Linked DNA regions of Mus musculus: all the other regions are linked to region 4. Evidence: chromatin contacts called from public HiChIP or PLAC-seq and promoter capture Hi-C data. All regions are on one chromosome and are shown on one strand. Each heading gives the region's core, a stretch centred on a gene start, on an enhancer-like site or on the middle of the called end of the contact. The rest is flanking DNA. Distances are from core to core; before and after follow the strand shown.

Region 1 (2,700 bases), core at 144-2,643, 740 kb after region 4:
GACAAGCTTAGCAAGGAAGGTTGGCAAGCCACTGCCTGCAAGGCTGTTGGGGCTCCTGGGTGTGGAAATGAGGGATCAGGAGTCAGGCAGATTCCCCGAGACAGACAGAGAGGGAGAGTGTCCATAACTCGCTAATAAAGCACATCGGCTTCCAAGATGGCGGGCTTCTTCCCTACCCTGGGTTAACATTTCTTCTAGGCTCCGCCCTACAGTTGCCTAGCAACAGCCTGGCTCACCTATAAAAAACTGTTCTGGTTTCTCTGTCTCCCTCCCTCCCCTCCCTCTCCCTCTCCTCCCTTCCTTCCTCTTCCCCCCTCACTCCCTGTCTTTTCTCTCTACTCCCATCATCTCTCTCCCCTCCTCCTCCTCCCCCACCCCCATCCTCCCACCTCCATGTTCCTTGCAGCAGCGTGTATGTGTGTGTGTGTGGGGGGGGGGGGGTTTCTTCCCCTGTTTCCCTCTCCTCTCCTGTCCTTCTCTGTCCCCTTTCTTTCTCTGCCTCAATTCCCTTCCCCACAAACCCTTCCCAAATAAACGTCATTTCATACTAGACCCTGACGGGATGATACCAGGGTGGCAGGGGTGCCTCAGCATGGGCCCGCTAAGGCACCCCTCCTACTGCATCATGTCACCGAATCACAAAAGTATCACCCTTCTGACCTGAGACAAAGGCCTGAGAGGCGTTTCCTCCCACCAATAGGGGTCTCCGGTCTGTGGAACTGCCTGACAAGTTCAAGGCCAGACCACACGGTGTGTTTACCCCAAACCTATGGGCATATTAGCCTCCAAGTCTGTGTTCTAACTGACCAACCCTAAACTGAAGGAGGAAGATCCCCTCATAAGGACCCTTGAAACTACCAAGCTTGCTGGGCAATGGTGGTTCACACCTTTAATCTCAGTACTTGCCAGGCAGATCTCAGAGTTTGAGGCCAGCCTCGTCTACAAAGCAAACTCCTGGACACAAGAGAAACCCTGTTTCAAAACAAAACAAACAAACAAACAAACAAAACAAGCAAACAAACAAAAAAGCAAAACAAAAGCAAACCATCAACCTTCGAGGAGAAACCAGGCCTCAGCTTCCAGACTCCACCCTCTTGCTTTGCCCAGGGTCTTTATCTCTGAGTGTCCTGATGATGAGTGCACCCACCTGTGCATTTCCTCATTCCTAATAAATGTCTTTACCAGCTGATTCTGTCTGCTTCCCTCTGATACATCTAAGATTTACCTACTGTCTATTTTCCTGATTCTTAATTCATTAACTGGCAGGGGAAAAAAAAAAACCTAACAGAACCATCTAGGTAACAAAGTACATTGTTTCTTTAAGGAGATAGTTATTCCCCCACCCGCTCATTCAGGTAAATCAGCCTTCCTGCGGAGCTGTCCAGACACATGACTGAAAGTCCCAGCTTGTTTCACCCTTGACAGAGACAACCCTATGTAATGCTCTGGTCTCCAGGGCAGTTTACAATGTCATGCCCACTCTGTCACTTAACTCTGGGTCTCTTGCTCCCTCCTTGACAATAAGGGAAGTGGCTGAAGCAGAGAGGTTTTAAATTGCCACTGGCCAGTTGTGCAGGACAGCTCTTTTGAAGGAAGGCTTTACTCCCAACCCTCCTGTTTTCTGTCTGTCTCTCTCCTGAATTACACAACCAAAAGTACCAGAAAGTAGGAGCCCAGACTCCAAGGACAGAAGCAAGCCAGGTATTTGACATCTTAAAAGAAAGAAAGCAGTGACTGTTGGGGCCCTCTTGATTCTCTGGAGGAAATGCTAATCTGACCTTTTAGACAAGCTCTTTATTCTCACTGAGGACAGTCTGTCTTTCAAAATGGGCCTTAGTAGATACTCGGGGATGGGTTCTGGATCTGGGGACAGACAAGACAAAAACAGCAGATCTCACAGGCGTGGAGAGCCACCAGTACAGAAGCACTGGCTCACAGCTGTCCATTAAACAAAACAAGCAAACAAAGAAACAGTGACAGTTGTCTTAGCCTGGCTTTGCTGGCCACCTCCGTCCAGCTAGCTGCCTGCCTGCCGGGTGAAGAGCTGTTCTCTGCTTTCTCTGACGAGGCTTCTTTTATTTCCTCACCTTTCTGGAAGGACCCAGATTTCATTTTCCCTTGTACCTTGGGTCCCCAGGGGCCAGCCGCGACCTGTTTCCTAACCTCTCCGCTGGCTCTATACTTAGCACAATAGGGCTTCCTCTCAAGGTGACCTCCCTTCCCAAATGTTTTTCTTCTCTGAGCTTAAGGCTCCCTGGCCTTCGGCCCTAGGCAACCTTTCTTATCTGCACCCAAGCACCTAGTGAATGGATGTCCTTCAGGGAACAGTTAACAGTTGGGTCAGCACGGATCCCCTAAGATTTGGTGGTTCCTTCTGAAATCAATCCCCAAGATCTTGATTTCACCCGCCTGGTTTTTAATTTATGGGATCTGTTGTCTTTCTTTCTTTCTTTCTTTCTTTTTGTTTGTTTGTTTGTTTGTTTGTTTTTCAAAATAAGGTATTGCCTTGGCTGTCCTGTATGCGCCTGCCCCTGCCTCCCCAGTGCTCAGACTAAAGCCTTATGCCTTATGCCTCCACCTCTGGCTGCTTGTTTACTTGGTTTTTGCTTGTGTTTGGTTTTGTTTTTTTGTTTGTCTAAGAGATACAACATCTGATAGGTACCTAATTCTTAGGAAATAGCCTTCATCTTCTAGTCTCTA
Region 2 (2,892 bases), core at 209-2,708, 550 kb after region 4:
GTAGCAGACTGCTCAGAGTCTTGCATGCACTGGAAGGCCCTGAGAGTAAGAGGGGAGTGTCAGAAAGGGGTCTCTTCAGTTACTCTGTGTTATCAGGGAGTAGTAATGAGGCAGAACTGAAGGGGCCAGTTCAGACCTTCTTACAGTGAGCCCTCCAAAAAATATTGATAGCCTGGAGGAGGGTGAAGGTCATAAGTGATTGACCCTAGGTGCATTTTGACGGGATAGCTGGCAGGACTTCCTAACAGAACAGGCATGTGGAGGGAGTTCCAGGACAGCCCCCAGAGCATCTCAGTGAGACCCTACCTCAAACAAACGGATGGAAAGCATGAAGTCCTGAGTTCAGATCCTTATCCCACATAAGAGCTTTACAACCAGGAGAATCCACCAGAGACAGCACCTGTCAGGGGGAATTTAAATTTAATAAGCTAACCAAATTTGGATGAGACTCAGAAGTGGAAGTATTTATTCAAACAGTTCCCCAGATTTTCAGCTTGTCACATTAACAGAAATTTACACATACAAATTCTGTAAAACTATTAGTTTTTAGATGCTCAGCTCCTGTTTTATTTCACAAAAGACCCAATTGTTTGGCAACATTGTAGACTAATTTTTTTTGTAGACTAATTGTTTTGTTCAGTGATTTTCATCAAGGAAATAAGGTTTTCATTGTAGAGCTGTACTTGACTGGCACAGCCTGTGCCTGGCCCGGAGGCATTCTCAGACCCTGTCTGACTTCTGCATCCTGAGTGACATCTGAGGTATCTTTCCGCTGCCTCTCCTCTCCCTCTTCACACAGGTTGTTCCAGTTGACTGTTTTAGAAAATGGTGCAGCCAGGCTGAGCCGTGGTGATGCACACCTTTAATCCCAGCACACGAGAGGTAGAGGCAGGTGGATCTCTGATTTCGAGGCCAGCCTGGTCTGCAGAGCAAGCTCCAAGACAGCCAGGGCTACACAGAGAAACTCAGTCTGGGGTCAGGGTGGGGGTGGGGTGGGGCAAATGGAGCAGTTTAACTAGTGGTATAAAAATGTGGGCTGCCCTCGAGTCCTTCTTCCTGATTCTGGAAGAACTGAAGACAGAGTTGAAAGGGACACAGTGCAGCCACAAATAAATCTGTCCCTTATCATTTTAAAATAAAGTTTTGCTGTAGATGCATCCTCCTGGTTAGTTGGAAAGTTGTTCAAAAATTCCTTACTAAAATAAAATCTTAAGTGAGGACAGGAAAACTAAAAATAACGGCCTTGCCCTGCCCCTGTTCCCAAGGGTTCCTTCAGTCCATCTGCTTAGCCTTTAGTGTTTCAGACTTGGGCATGGGGGCCATCTGAAGGTCACTCTTCTCCCAGTCAGATACAAACACAAGAAAATGGCTCAGTTGCTCCTCTACCCTGCCCCCAGCTCAAGCAGTGCCAAAGCCACAGTTTCTTGTACTCATGTGTGACGTGAGTTTCTATTTTTAAGCACAGGCAGAATATATCATTAGTCATTTACAGAAGGAACCCATTAACATCTAAAAGGATGGAGCCACAGAGTTCCTTCAGGCTGCCAAGTGTTGGTGGAAGCCATTCTCAGCCCACGGGGCAGTGCACTTTGGCTGTGGACACATGTGCTAGGAAATAAAAGTTGTGTGTGTGTGTGTGAGTGTGTGAGTGTGTGTGTGTGTGTGTGTGTGTGTGTGTAACTTAGCAGGACAGTGCTCAGGTCATGTATGCCCAGTTAGGAAGATGTAGGTTTTTTTTTTTTTGTTTGTTTGTTTGGTTTGGTTTGGTTTGGTTTGGTTTTGAACCTAGAAGAGGAAGGGAAATGGAAATTACAGTGAATTCTCTGTGTAATCATCTGCTCATTCTTTATTTTTAAGGGGGGACACTTTACTTTAGGACTTCCTTTAGTAGCAGATGGCTTAAGAGCTAAGGATTTATGACAGAGTTGTATGTATTTATCATGCAAGAAACATTTTCTCTATTAAAAGCTACCCAAAAAGAATTTAACCTAGAACAAAGACCTGGTAAATTTTTAACTTGCTTTTATGCTTTCTTTTTCAATTATTTTCATGTTTATGTATGTGTCAAGGTCACAGGATGATGTCTACTGTCCCTATGGGCCTCACTCTGCCTTATATAGTGAAGCAGGCTCTCTCACATGTGCCCAGAGCACACAGGCTCATCTGGTCTAGCTCACTAGATTGCCTGGCAAATCCCAGTTCTACCTCAAAAATGCTGGAAGTCCAGGTAGCCACCATGCTAGGCTTTTATGGCTTTTATGATTCTGGGGACCCAAGCTCTGCTCCTTGTACTTGCTGATCAAACACTGTTCCCACAGACTTGTCTCCTCTGCCCTTGTTTTTATAATTGTAGAAGGAAAAGCTTCTTGCTCTCACCACCATTTTAGAAATATTCAAATACCAGTAAACAAGACTTCTTGGGCTAGATGTTATTCTAAAGAGTATGTCTACTGTAGGTTCTTAATAGAGAGTCAGAAAACGATGCAACTTTAGGTGTGTCAAGGTCTCATCTTAAATAGAATAAAACAGAGTTTGTTCTGTAGCCATTAGAAGTGATCATGGCCCCAGGGAACACGGGTTTAGGTTTCCCCAAATTCCATGTCCAACGTGGAAGCGGGTTCGTGAAGTTTTTAGAGTTTTACAGAGCAAAGAAAGTCATGAATCAGATCAAGTTTAAAAACCAGCTTCTTTGAAATCTTTGAAGATATTTAATCTTTTCTAGCTTTCTCTATTTTAAATCCCTATTGCATATATTCCAGTTCATAAGTCCAATGCTTAGGTTTATTTCCTTTCTTGAAAAAAAATTCCTGAGAGATTGTTACTGCACTGTGAGGCCATTAGGATGGGTCCCAGGACTGGGTTCTCCTCCTCCTCCGACGTACAGTAAGGGAG
Region 3 (2,845 bases), core at 285-2,784, 630 kb before region 4:
GAGGAAAATGGGACCTCAAAGAAAGCAAACTTACCTCTGCCCTGGGGCCAGCATGTGTCCATGATCTCAGAGTGATGTAAGGCCTCCCTTCCCTCCCTCCACTGCCCCTGGGGATGGATCAGTTCTCCCTGGTGTTCATTTGCTTGTTTAGTTTTGTTTGTTTTCTTTAACCTATGTTATCTCTAGTTTGGTTTGGGTTTTAATGTCTACTTTGTATTTCCCACACAGCGGCCTTACTGCTAATACACATCTCTGGCCTAGCTTTACTAACCAGGTCCTCAGTTTTTCTTCCTGTTATTAACCTGTTCATTTTTCCATCTCGCCTTCACTTTGACTTTCTCAAGCTCTATGGAGAGCCCCCCTGCCCCTGCCTCCACCCCCCTGTTGCCGGTTCTTCCCCCGCTGGCCCACCCCCATTGCCGTCTACATTGCCTTCAGCACTGGTTCATAGAATGGTCTTGGATCAGCCTCACTGAGAACTGTTGGAAGGGCAATTCCTTAGGCCCACTCCAGAGCTGAACTCTAGGGTAAGCACCTACATACCCGTTCTAACACACCCATCATGTGGTTCTAATCCTCTCTGAGCTTTGAGACGCTCTGGCCCACTTAACCAAGCCCCAACACCTCCTCGTTGTGGTGTGTGCAGCAGACTATGCACTCCAATGGCCACTGCCTTCTCCCTTCCTATTTTACCACTTGCACTTAACGACCTTTCAGTTTTATTCTCTTATTAGCTATCCAACATGCATTTGTCTTTCTGCTCTAAGCACCAATAATAAATAAACCAAGACAGTGAAACTTCTGGGCGGCCAGTTGCCAAGCAGAAAGGCTCTGCCGTAGGACGTCACCTGGATGGGTACACACCACATAATTTTATAGCAGAAGCCCTGTCATAATGCCCTACCACCACCACCCCAGCCACACAGTCACATCAGGATTTTCTGGAACCTTAAAAACAAAACTAAACAAACAAAGGATGCCAGAACATAGTCCAAGACCTATGGAAATAGTCTTGTAAACCTGGTCTTTGTTTTTAACGTTTCAACAGAGCTGGATCACTGGAAGCTGTGCTTAGGACCGGCATTCAATCCGTCGGTTTTTGAATGCTTAGTCAATCACTTAGAGAGGCTAACAGGCCCTCGGCTCTGCCTATCCCTCAGCTCGCCTCTCCAGCTCTGCTGTTTTGTTTGTTTGTTTGTTTGTTTGTTTTTCTTTCTTCTGATTTCACTTTCCACTTCCTCTGACCGCCAAACAGCAGCCACAACTAACAAACGGAACTATTCTTTTTCTGTTCCATTGCTTTTAGTTATTGTCCTAATCTATGGGGACTCAAGGTAATATGTCCCCGGGTGTCCAGCTTCTGACAGTGACCTCAAATCAGGGACACCCCTTAAACAGCTCAAGTTTCTCCAGGTTTCTGGCTATTTTGCACCAGCTTAGAAGCTTCCCAAGGCTCATCATAATGATCTCTGGTGCTCTCTGCAGTGGCTATGAATCCCTGAGCCCGATCACCTGCAGCTGGGTGAACCAGCTCAGTTCTTCAGCCTTGCTAGAGGCAGGCTCAGCCCAGGAAGCTAACCTGTGAGAAAGTCCAAGGGTGTCCGGGTAGAGAATGAATGAGGAAGTTCTCTGAACCCAGCGGGTGGTTAAAGAGAAATCGAAACTCAGCTGTTAAAACCGCTCTCCTTGCTCTTCAGAACCCCTTCCTCGAGCCTCCTTAGAAGCCCTTACCAGCATCCGTCCCTCAAAGGCTGTGGCCAGGACCCCACGGGCTGTGGACCATGTACACCCGCAGTAAGGTGGTGGGCCCAGGCTTGGGCACTTCCTCCATCTCTCGGGACCACGCTGGAGCTGGGCAGCGCAGGGAGCTGGGCTTGCAGCAAAACCGGAGACAGAGTTTGGAGGTGGCAGCTCCCGAGGGCCCCAAGATGGAGAGGCAGGGGCATGCTGACCAGGGAAGGTAAGTATTTGCAAGCTGCCTTGGAAGCAGGAAGTCCTGTTCCCGAATATAATCAGGCCCCAGGTACCTTCCTGGTCTTTGGAGTTTGAAATCACAGAGGCTTAATAACAGGGATTTTGAAAGAGTTATATATCATTTACCTCTTTAAAATCACCTAGGAATTGATTTATTATGCCTTGCACCTGCCTGTTTGCAGACCTTTATAGCAGATTCTCACCCCCAGTCCACTGATTCTTAAGACTGGCTCAAGGATTAAAAGATGAATACATGCAACCTGGGCTTTTCATTCTTTATGAAAGTAAGTTTTTCTTTACTAGAGAAAGGGGTGGCGGCTCTAAATGGGACTACCATGCTAGAATAAAGGCAAGAAGGAGCGTGATGCAGAGGGTCCAGATAGCCTTAAAGCTATCTGGAAGTTCTCTAATGGTCTAACTTAAAGTTTCCATCAGTACAGCTGGGAGTGAGGACCCCAGACGCTCAAGATTGGATTGCATGCTAAGCAAAGCAGGGACTCATAGGAGGCGTTTATTCTTGATCTGCTGTTTAAGGACTGACGGTGGCATCCTGAACTCGAGCTCCCCCCCCCAATTTTTTATTAGATATTTTCTTCATTTACATTTCAAATGCTATCCCGAAAGTCCCCTATACCCCCCCCCCCGCTTCCCTACCCACCCACTCCCACTTCTTGGCCCTGGTGTTCCCCTGTATTGGGGCATATAAAGTTTGAAAGCAAGCTTTGTAGAACACCAGCGACCCTCTCCTTGCACGGGGTGGAATGGGCTTTTTTTTTTCCCACTCAGCACCATGGTTTGAAGTGCCGCCTCTGTGAATTAGAACTGTACAAATGGTTTTATTTTTAGTTTCCCTGCTTTGCAGCGACTTCTT
Region 4 (2,700 bases), core at 47-2,546:
TTTCTCCCAAAGGATTTTCTTCTGTTTCCCTGACGAAGCCCTGGAATTCAGAGGCTTGAGAAGGCTAGCAAATCTCTCACTACAGTTCTGGGCCTCCAACTTCAGAATCTTCAACAACTGAGAAACATCACTGGGCACAGAGTATATACTGCCAATTCCTTTCCAGGCAGATCAGTTGAGCAGTTCTGTAGCTATCTACATTAGCCACAGCTCAGCTTATAAACCCACGTCTTCCCCAATTCCCTCATATCCCTTCATCCCTCATAAGTCAGTTACTAACTACACAACTAATTGCTTAATTTACTGCCAACCTATGATTCACAATCCTGCCTGGAAAACACAATCAAGTATGAATAACCAGGTTATTCCTTGAAAAAAATGCTTCTATAGTTTGAAAGATTAGGTGGGACTATTGAAAATGACATCAATCATACTAGGCTGCCTTTTACCAGCACACACACCAACACATACACACACACACACCAAGCAAACACAAAGACATTAAAACAAAATCACCTTTGCATGAATAAATACTCCATCTTTCCTGATGCCCTTATTTTATATATTTTCATACATAACAAAATTGAGTACCAATATAAATAACACTGCTAACAAGGTGAGAAAGATGCAAAGGAAAACAAGCGATTTAGAAGCAAATGGATAATCACAAGGCTATAAAAGAACTGCGAATATTAACTCCAGTATGCGCCAAGGCCATTAGCGATGTGTCTCAGCAGTATTGCTCACCGCAAAATGCCTTAATGCCTAAAGCTAAGCCACCTCCAACTAATAGGGTTTTTTTTTCTTTTCTTTTCTTTTTAAAGACCGTAGGCAGAGCTAAAGGACTGTCACCAAGCTATACCAGGGGTTTAGACTGTACTGTCACTGTGGTCTGGCCAGCCCATTTTCTATTTGATAGCGCAATTCGGATGCTTGGCCAGCCTGGAGGCGACGTGACAGCGATGCAAACAGCGGCATCTGGGGTTAGGGCAGCGCCGGGGACCTGGGTTCGGACGCTGACAGGGAAGGATGCTGCTGCGGAGGACAAAGTGCACCGTCCTCCCGCCCGCGCCCCACGCAGCGAGGCCACGGCGCCCGGCCGCAGTCTGGACCCGGCCCTCTGGCTCCCGGTTCCCTGCCCCGCTCACCAGGCGGCACAGCCTCTCAGCTCCCGGGCATGTCAGCCTCCCGTCACGGCCCGCAACGCCCGGTGGCGCGAGCCGCAGCGCAGCGGCGCTCCCCCTCGCCCGCCCCAGCCCGCGACGCCACCGCCGCCGCCTCCCCACGCCGCCCACTCACTCTCGCGAGAGCCGTCGCACCTCTCGCGAGAACGACCCCGTGGCCGAGCCCGCGCAAAAGGAACAAGGGGTGGGGGGAAAATATCTTCCCACGTGCTCTGGAGGGCAAAGCTGCGGGTCGCCCGTCACGTGACGCGGAGGCGCCCTCTCCATTGGCCAGGCGGCCCTCGGCCCGTGGGAGCTTTAAACCTCGAGCTGACCTACGAACTCTCGGCTGACGTCTTGCGCGCTTCCTGGTGCGTTGCCTTGGGAACGGCTTAACCCTTTCCTCTGGCAAGCGCCCGAGCCCAGGATGCTGGCATCCCATCCGCCACCCTTAGACCTTCCTGGGGCTGGTTTCCCACAGCCAGTGGCAGCCCACGACATCAGGGGTCCAGACACAGCCCATCCTTCAGAATGGGTCTGCCCGGTTCCCAACATCATCAGGGGAAACCACTGAGGAAGCCTTGGGCCCAATCGGAACCTCTGGAGTCAGTCTAAAGGGCAGTGCACTTCCCAACCCCACGGGCCATTGAAATTGGAAAATAAGGCTTTGACCACCAAGAAGCCTAGCCTTGGGTGACAAGCTGTGTGATTCCTGTTTAAATCAGAGGAATCGGTGCAGTCATGTTGCATGGTCTCCTCAAGGACATACGGTCCTCAAACTGGCCGAGAGATGAGAAGGACATTTTGAAGTAGATGCTCCTTATTTGTTTTATCCTCTTTAGGGGAGAGAGACAAGAAAGAGTACAGTCATATCTTCGTTCTCTTCAACAGCTTTTGGCTGCTTTCCTTACACGTTTTAGGCATAATTCCAGGTTGTCTATTGAACACTATGAAGACAAATAGATTAGGTTGTTGAGAGCTGGGGCCGGGTTGGGGGAGGGGGTGGATATCTGTAGGTGTTAACTCGCAGATTATCATCATCTGATGGTGGTGGTTACAATTGGGCCACTGCTTGGGGGTGGTGCCCTTGTGGGAGGAAAGATTCAGGCAGTGATTTGGATAGCAGCCCTACATCGCTAGCAGAAAGTAGAATAATTCACAAGCCCCAAATCCGGATCTAATCTAGCACATTTGAATAACAAGAAATAAACTTGGGATGATAATAGAGGCTAGATCCCTTACTGCTTCATCAACCAAGAAAAGAACTGGGAGTTTAGTCTACAATGAAAAGCTTTGACCTCTTAAAGGGGGGAACAATAACAATTAGTTTAAAAAAAAAAACAAAAAACTAGTAAGCTCTTCCCTGTAGAGAGTGAATTTTACGGAAGCTGAAACAACAAGGAACTCGTCCAGGTAAAAGACAATCCTGTGAGAACCAATTTCCAATGACCTTGACAGTCTCCAAAATGTGTTAAGTCAGAGCCCTAAGCGCTGGCTGCTGACTTGTATTTAAAATATGTAGATTTTTTTTTTTTTT
Region 5 (2,700 bases), core at 83-2,582, 570 kb after region 4:
TGGGGGTGGCTGGAAGCTCTTTAAACCTCAAAGCCCAGCCCCAGTGGCACACTTCCTCCAACGACATCACACCTCCCAATCCTTCCCAAACAGTTCCACCACTTGTGCATGTGCCTGTGTGGAACACTCTCACCCAAACGCCAATGGCTACCTAATGGTTGGCAGATTTGTTTGTTTGTTTTTAGTGAGGAAAAGCTAATGCAAGTCTATCTTCTTTTTTATCTTATGTTTACTGCTTAAAACAATTTTTCAATTTAAATTTATTTTGATCATGTTTTCCCCTCCCCAAGTCCTTCTAGATCTTTTCCCCCCTTGAGTTTTTTCTCAAGACAAACAAAAGCCAGTGCAGCAACAAAATCCTCCAGTCCAGGAAAACAAAATAAAACACTACCCAAACAGAAAAGACTCACCAAACTGTAAACCAAGTAAAAAGTACATGTCTACACACACACACACACACACACACACACACACACACACACACACAGAGTGGATTCTATTATATGTTGGTCAACTACTCCTCATCATGAGGCCTGAGGACCTGGAGTGAATGATATACCCAATGTCTCAGAAAAAAAAAAAACCAAAAACAAAAACAAAAAACGGATTTTCCCGCCAGCAGGTGTAAGTGACAGTTCTGTTGTCAATGGTTGGCCATTTCTAGCCATTAGCTCAGTAGTTTTGCAGTTTTAAGAGTTCAGTTGGACAAGAAAGCCTATTTTCAGATATAATTGCTACTCTTCTATTTAAACTTAACTTTTTCCCAATATCCAAGCAGCTATCTTAAGATCTTTTAGTGATATACAGTGCTCTGTTCAGTTTTCAAAGAAAGCATGGTCCACTTATTCTTTGTTCTTTGCTTTGGCCAATAACTCTGGAGACAGGCTGCTTCCGTGTGTCACTGTTACAGAATGCTTCAAGCCTTGTGTGATTGTTGTTGTGAAATGTAAATCGGCAATAGCAGGAGCTGGGAGTTCTGGGCAGCCAGTGCTGAAGTGCTGAGGCATCCCCTGAACAATCTTGCCACTCAAAAGGCTTAGTATAAAAGAAAGTTTATTGTCAGGGAAAGAGTGGGGATCAGGGACCTGGAAATGGGTAGAGGCAGAGAAGGGACAGAGAAGGACAGAAATTGAGAAACAAGGGGAGGAGAGAGAGAGAGAGAGAGAGAGAGAGAAAGAGAGAGAGAGAGAGAGAGAAAGAGAGAGGCAGAGAGAGGCAGAGAGAGGCAGAGAGAGGCAGAGAGAGGCAGAGAGAGGCAGAGGGGCTGGGCTAGCAGGCAGTCCTGTTTATGGGCACCTGGTTCACACCTGGCAGGCAGTGACACAAGCTGTTGCTAGATCACTGTTGGGAGGAGCCCAGCAGAATTGTCTGCAAGCCAACACTTACACACGTGCTGTCTGTGGGAATCTCCTTTTCCCAGAAAAGCAATGCCTTTCACAGTCTTTTGCAATTTCCTGCTGTATCTCTATTCATGTATAAGTACACCTGGCTTTTACTGTTTGCTTACATGGTGACCCTTGGGCTATGCCTATAATCACTTTTCTATTGTTTATTCCTGCTAGAGAAATCCATAGGAGTAACTTTTGGTTCTGTAAGATTCTCAGGAGTACCTACTGAGAATGTAAGCTCTCCTGGCAGGTGTTCCTAGGATCTGCTGATAAGATGGCTGTCCTGGCCACTGCGGACAGGGGGTGCTAATGATGTATGCCAAGTTCTGTGGTGTAAACCTTTCCTCCCTACTGTTCCAGCTACCAGAGGTTAATGGTCTATTTACAAAATTCCGGGATATTGTGTATGCAGTGATCTCTCACAGGCAGGTAGGGTTTGGTTCCTATGTGCCATCAGCTGAACTATCTTTATGCCCAATCCTTTGAAAACTGATGGTTTCTAAAAAGAAGGCAGACTGCACTGTGTTGTGGATAGCCCTGGGGCTGATTATATTTGATGTTAATTCCGTTCTCTAGTGAGTGCTTGTGAACGAGGAATGAGTCAGCACTCAGGTGATTTCCTGTAAACCTGCTTCCCACCTTCATTTGTGAAATAAAGGAGAGCTGATGCTTGGGCAGGTAAAAGGGAAGGTGGAGCAGAAGGTGGGGAGAGAGAAGGAGGTTTGAGAGAAAGGCAGTGCAGAGGAGGAGGAAGAAAATAAAGCAGAGCAGAAGCTCATGGCCTGGAGAAACCACAAGTTCTAAGGGATCTCATAAGATGTGGAAGATGGTAGTGTAGTGGCAGATCTGCCCAATCTAGGCGCACAGCATGTAATCATATTAACTGAGTTGTGTTGTCATTGCCAGGGCATATTTGGGTTGGAGATTTACTGCAACACAAGTGTCTTGCTCTCTCTGGGAAATATAGAAACCACGGTTGTCTCAACTACAGATAGCAGTGTCTTTTAGAAACAAAAAACAAAAACAACAACAACAAAAAATAAAGCAAAGCAAAACAGAGAAACAAAGAAAATCCTTTTTTCCTGTCCAGTGCTGGATTGAACAGAGCCTCACACATCCCAGGCAGATGCTCTCAAGCCCATCCCCAGCCTAGTCATACCCCAGGAGCAACATCTGCGGTTGAGCAAAGAATTAGAAAGAAGACTGCCTCCCAGTGACACTCCTGTATGGGGACTGCCTGTCTTACATGCATTGCAGTTCAGAAACAGTCACTAGTCAAGTTTTCCACCCCTCCAAGGATTCCAGTCCATCA
Region 6 (2,700 bases), core at 191-2,690, 600 kb after region 4:
TAACATGTTCTGATCCAGCCTTGAACTTATCGTGCCAGTCCATCACCGGGTAGCCTGCTGGTGGGAGACAAATCTCACCAGGCTCTTGTTTTAAGATACCAGGTTTTCTTTCAAGTCAGGAGGCTGAGGAAGAAGCAGTCATCTTGGAAGTTTACTGTCTTTATTACCTAGCCTGGTCCCTTGTCTGTGTGTCTGCCTTCTGGGGAGTCTGTCTAACTCCTAGTCTCTCCCTTCTACCGAAGGAGTGTTGCCCATGTTGATTGGTGCCAAGAAACAAGGCTTAATTTAGTACCCAAATAGCACAGTTCCCTCCCCTAAAGGGCTAAGCTGTGTGTAATAACCAGCCATGATAACTAGCATGCAATAATTAGTTAAGACTGAAGGCACTGTTTTTAATCACTTAGTTGGACTTTTAGTGATAGGAGCAGGGAGATCTGCCCTGCCAAGGACCTCAGGTCTCACTAACCTCTTCAGCTCTTCCTCACCTCTAAGCCCTCTGAACAAAATGGTTTGATCACAACTAATAATCATTCTTATTATTATCCTCAGACAACTGGTGCTAACTGGGATGGCCCAGGTGCAGCAGGACATAGGATTGAATGGCGATTCCAAGCAGTAGTCTACCACACAGCAGCGCTGGCCCCGCTCAAGTGGGCAGACATTACAGTAACATTCGTTTTTAAGATTCACAGGGGCTAGAAATGCTTCATTGTTAACAATGCTTGCTACTTACTCTTCCAGAGGACCTGAGTTCAGTTCCTAGCACCTGTGTCAGGTGACTCACAACCACTTGTAATTCCAGCTCCAGCGCCCCCTTCTGGCCTCTACAGGCACCTGCACACATGTGGTGGGGCAGAAGGTGAAAAATAAACTTTTTTCTTTAAACTTTACCATATAAAAACTCCTGTTCTTACTTCAGGTACTCATTATACATCTTTCCCCTGATAAAATGTCCTAGCCATGTTTTCCACCTGTATTTTGCCATAAACAGCAGTATCGCTCCCTGCCAGCACTCTATACAGGCAAGTGCTTAGAGGCCAAGACCTTCCTGGGTGGTGGGTGGTGGAGGAGCAGAGCAAGGCCACTGGGAAGGGAGGCCTCTGTGAGCAAACGGTGGGCAGGGGTCTAGACAGAGCAGGTGGAATCTCTTCCCCTGATCCAGCCTCATTGTCCTCTTTGGTTGTATCTGCCACTTATTAAGTAACAAAACAATCAGGTATTGTTGGTATTTTGATTCAAGCTCAAAATGTTACTTCCTAAAATCTCCTATAAGTTTTCACTTGTCGTCAGGATGTCCTCTGCACTGAGTGGCATTTCTTTGCTGTTATCAGGTGACAGCAGGTGTGTCTGAACAAAGCTCTCTGTCACTGAACACTGTAAAGGTTGCTGCCGTTTTTTACTGAAATTTTCACGAATGCATATACTATACGTGAGTCACACTCCTGCCGTCACTGCCCTTTCTCACCCACAGAGTGCATTTTATAAACGGCATGAAGCCAGAAGTGGGGGTTTTCAGCTAGCAAGCATGTGAGTTTTAAATCGCTGAATTCAGTACCTGTCCATTTAGGTTACTCTACCAGCACTCCAAATGATTGCTTTTTCTTGCCAGATTGGTTTATTTTCCTCCTTAGGCTAGCCACCCTTCAGCCTTACAACACTCAGGTTTATTGAGCACAGGGAATATCCTTTTAAAAAGATCATTGCGTCTCAGTTTATATAAGTCTACCAGCAGGAGCATTTATCACTCCCTAGGGGTGACTGTGAACCATGCAGGTCTGGCTGCCTGTTAAAATTTACGGCGTTTGTGACAGGCCGGGCGGGGAGCTACAGCTGAGCTCCTGCTCCGGTGACTGTCCCCTGGCTGCTGCGGCTGGGGTCACTGCCGTCAACAGGCACAGACAGAAAGGTCACTTCTCTGTTTTGTTCATGTTGAGAAACGCGTTAGATAATTATCTGTCTTTTGTTGTCTAAGAAGAATAGGCGCATGGGAGGGGTGTCCTTTCCTTTCCTTGAATTTTCCCCACTGGGCTCCCTAAAACAGAATGGCTGTGCACACAGTCCACACAAAGAGCACAGCACTCCAGAGATGACCCACCCATTGGTCAGGATCTGAGAGTCTTTGTTCTCAAGGAGATACCTCACCATAGGCCAGCCTTCCTCAGGGTCTGGAAAGCCTCCGTCCTTTAAACAACCATCCCAAAGGTTGTGTTCCGTGGAAAGTTACAACAATGTATACCTCACCTGTGGGTCGTGGGCATGGTTTCAACCCTGCACACACACACCAGCAGGGACAGGTTTGCCATGGATAAAGCACCCTGGATGGATGGGACTCTTGTCACAGGCAGTGGGGACAGCCTGCTGGGAGACTGCTGAGAAGCAAAAGCAGGTGCTGTATGGAAGCCAGGCTCACTTTTGGAAGGCCAGTCACATGGTGGCTCTTCTCCAATCCACATACTTGGAATTCATCCAGAATGCAGACTTTGCTGCTCTGACCTCACCTGATCCCTCTCACAGCCAGCAAGCTATCTTTACCTCTAAACAGACAGCCATGGGCTACAAACCCTCCAGTCAAAGGAACATACGGAGATTGTCGGAAATTCTTTTGAGATTGAAAATGTCTTTTAAGCCCAGTCTCTCTGAGGAGTTCTATAATGTCTGCATGTCTCTGAGACCCAAAGCCCCACCACACACACACACACA

What was found. Promoter capture Hi-C pulls out the DNA fragments that hold promoters and counts their contacts. HiChIP or PLAC-seq counts read pairs in DNA pulled down with a chosen protein or histone mark.
Region 1: an H3K27ac HiChIP or PLAC-seq map of embryonic stem cells shows a contact between it and region 4, with 4 times the contacts expected there. The contact joins the enhancer-like site here to the promoter of Akap11 in region 4. A contact is called at or near these places in 4 of 39 promoter capture datasets (the C10 cell line, hippocampal neurons, liver and 1 more), 4 of 115 datasets of contacts at active chromatin or transcription factors (bone marrow-derived macrophages, embryonic stem cells and large pre-B cells) and 2 of 9 other capture datasets (adipose tissue and embryonic stem cells).
Region 2: an H3K27ac HiChIP or PLAC-seq map of cardiomyocytes shows a contact between it and region 4, with 5 times the contacts expected there. The contact joins the enhancer-like site here to the promoter of Akap11 in region 4. A contact is called at or near these places in 1 of 39 promoter capture datasets (hippocampal neurons) and 2 of 115 datasets of contacts at active chromatin or transcription factors (cardiomyocytes and embryonic stem cells).
Region 3: a contact with region 4 is called in a promoter capture Hi-C map of pre-B cells, with 2.7 times the contacts expected there. The contact joins the promoter of Epsti1 here to the promoter of Akap11 in region 4. A contact is called at or near these places in 3 of 39 promoter capture datasets (the C10 cell line, pre-B cells and stem cell-derived epiblast-like cells) and 2 of 115 datasets of contacts at active chromatin or transcription factors (large pre-B cells and microglia).
Region 5: a contact with region 4 is called in a promoter capture Hi-C map of embryonic stem cells, with 4 times the contacts expected there. The contact joins the enhancer-like site here to the promoter of Akap11 in region 4. A contact is called at or near these places in 7 of 39 promoter capture datasets (the 3T3-L1 cell line, embryonic stem cells, hippocampal neurons and 1 more), 3 of 484 Hi-C or Micro-C datasets (CD4 T cells and embryonic stem cells), 7 of 115 datasets of contacts at active chromatin or transcription factors (embryonic stem cells, large pre-B cells and stem cell-derived neural progenitor cells) and 3 of 9 other capture datasets (adipose tissue, embryonic stem cells and liver).
Region 6: a contact with region 4 is called in an H3K27ac HiChIP or PLAC-seq map of embryonic stem cells, with 5 times the contacts expected there. The contact joins the enhancer-like site here to the promoter of Akap11 in region 4. A contact is called at or near these places in 6 of 39 promoter capture datasets (the C10 cell line, embryonic stem cells, neutrophils and 1 more), 2 of 484 Hi-C or Micro-C datasets (CD4 T cells and embryonic stem cells), 5 of 115 datasets of contacts at active chromatin or transcription factors (astrocytes, embryonic stem cells, large pre-B cells and 1 more) and 1 of 9 other capture datasets (embryonic stem cells).

What each region holds. Positions count from the first base shown.
Region 1 is chr14:79,275,993-79,278,692 of GRCm38.p6, forward strand. No RefSeq gene overlaps it. Among named protein-coding and RNA genes, the nearest start is that of Rgcc, 24 kb to the right of the region's middle. Within about 2 kb of position 1,394, at least 32 of the 459 cell types and tissues checked have an H3K27ac peak or open chromatin away from gene starts, as enhancers often do. A contact at or near this core is called in embryonic stem cells, where this site is marked.
Region 2 is chr14:79,088,208-79,091,099 of GRCm38.p6, forward strand. The region is part of intron 29 of Vwa8 (von Willebrand factor A domain containing 8); the gene reads left to right. Among named protein-coding and RNA genes, the nearest start is that of Gm30970, 46 kb to the right of the region's middle. Within about 2 kb of position 1,459, at least 119 of the 459 cell types and tissues checked have an H3K27ac peak or open chromatin away from gene starts, as enhancers often do. A contact at or near this core is called in cardiomyocytes, where this site is marked.
Region 3 is chr14:77,902,705-77,905,549 of GRCm38.p6, forward strand. It overlaps Epsti1 (epithelial stromal interaction 1 (breast)), which reads left to right and starts at 1,535. Exons shown (of 12, transcript NM_029495.2): 1 at 1,535-1,960. The coding sequence starts at 1,782.
Region 4 is chr14:78,535,564-78,538,263 of GRCm38.p6, forward strand. It overlaps Akap11 (A kinase (PRKA) anchor protein 11), which reads right to left and starts at 1,297. Exons shown (of 12, transcript NM_001164503.1): 1 at 1,149-1,297.
Region 5 is chr14:79,108,234-79,110,933 of GRCm38.p6, forward strand. The region is part of intron 37 of Vwa8 (von Willebrand factor A domain containing 8); the gene reads left to right. All of the region lies in intron 1 of Gm30970 (a long non-coding RNA gene), which reads right to left. Among named protein-coding and RNA genes, the nearest start is that of Gm30970, 26 kb to the right of the region's middle. Within about 2 kb of position 1,333, at least 21 of the 459 cell types and tissues checked have an H3K27ac peak or open chromatin away from gene starts, as enhancers often do. A contact at or near this core is called in embryonic stem cells, where this site is marked.
Region 6 is chr14:79,138,646-79,141,345 of GRCm38.p6, forward strand. All of the region lies in intron 37 of Vwa8 (von Willebrand factor A domain containing 8), which reads left to right. Among named protein-coding and RNA genes, the nearest start is that of Gm30970, 4.8 kb to the left of the region's middle. Within about 2 kb of position 1,441, at least 71 of the 459 cell types and tissues checked have an H3K27ac peak or open chromatin away from gene starts, as enhancers often do. A contact at or near this core is called in embryonic stem cells, where this site is marked.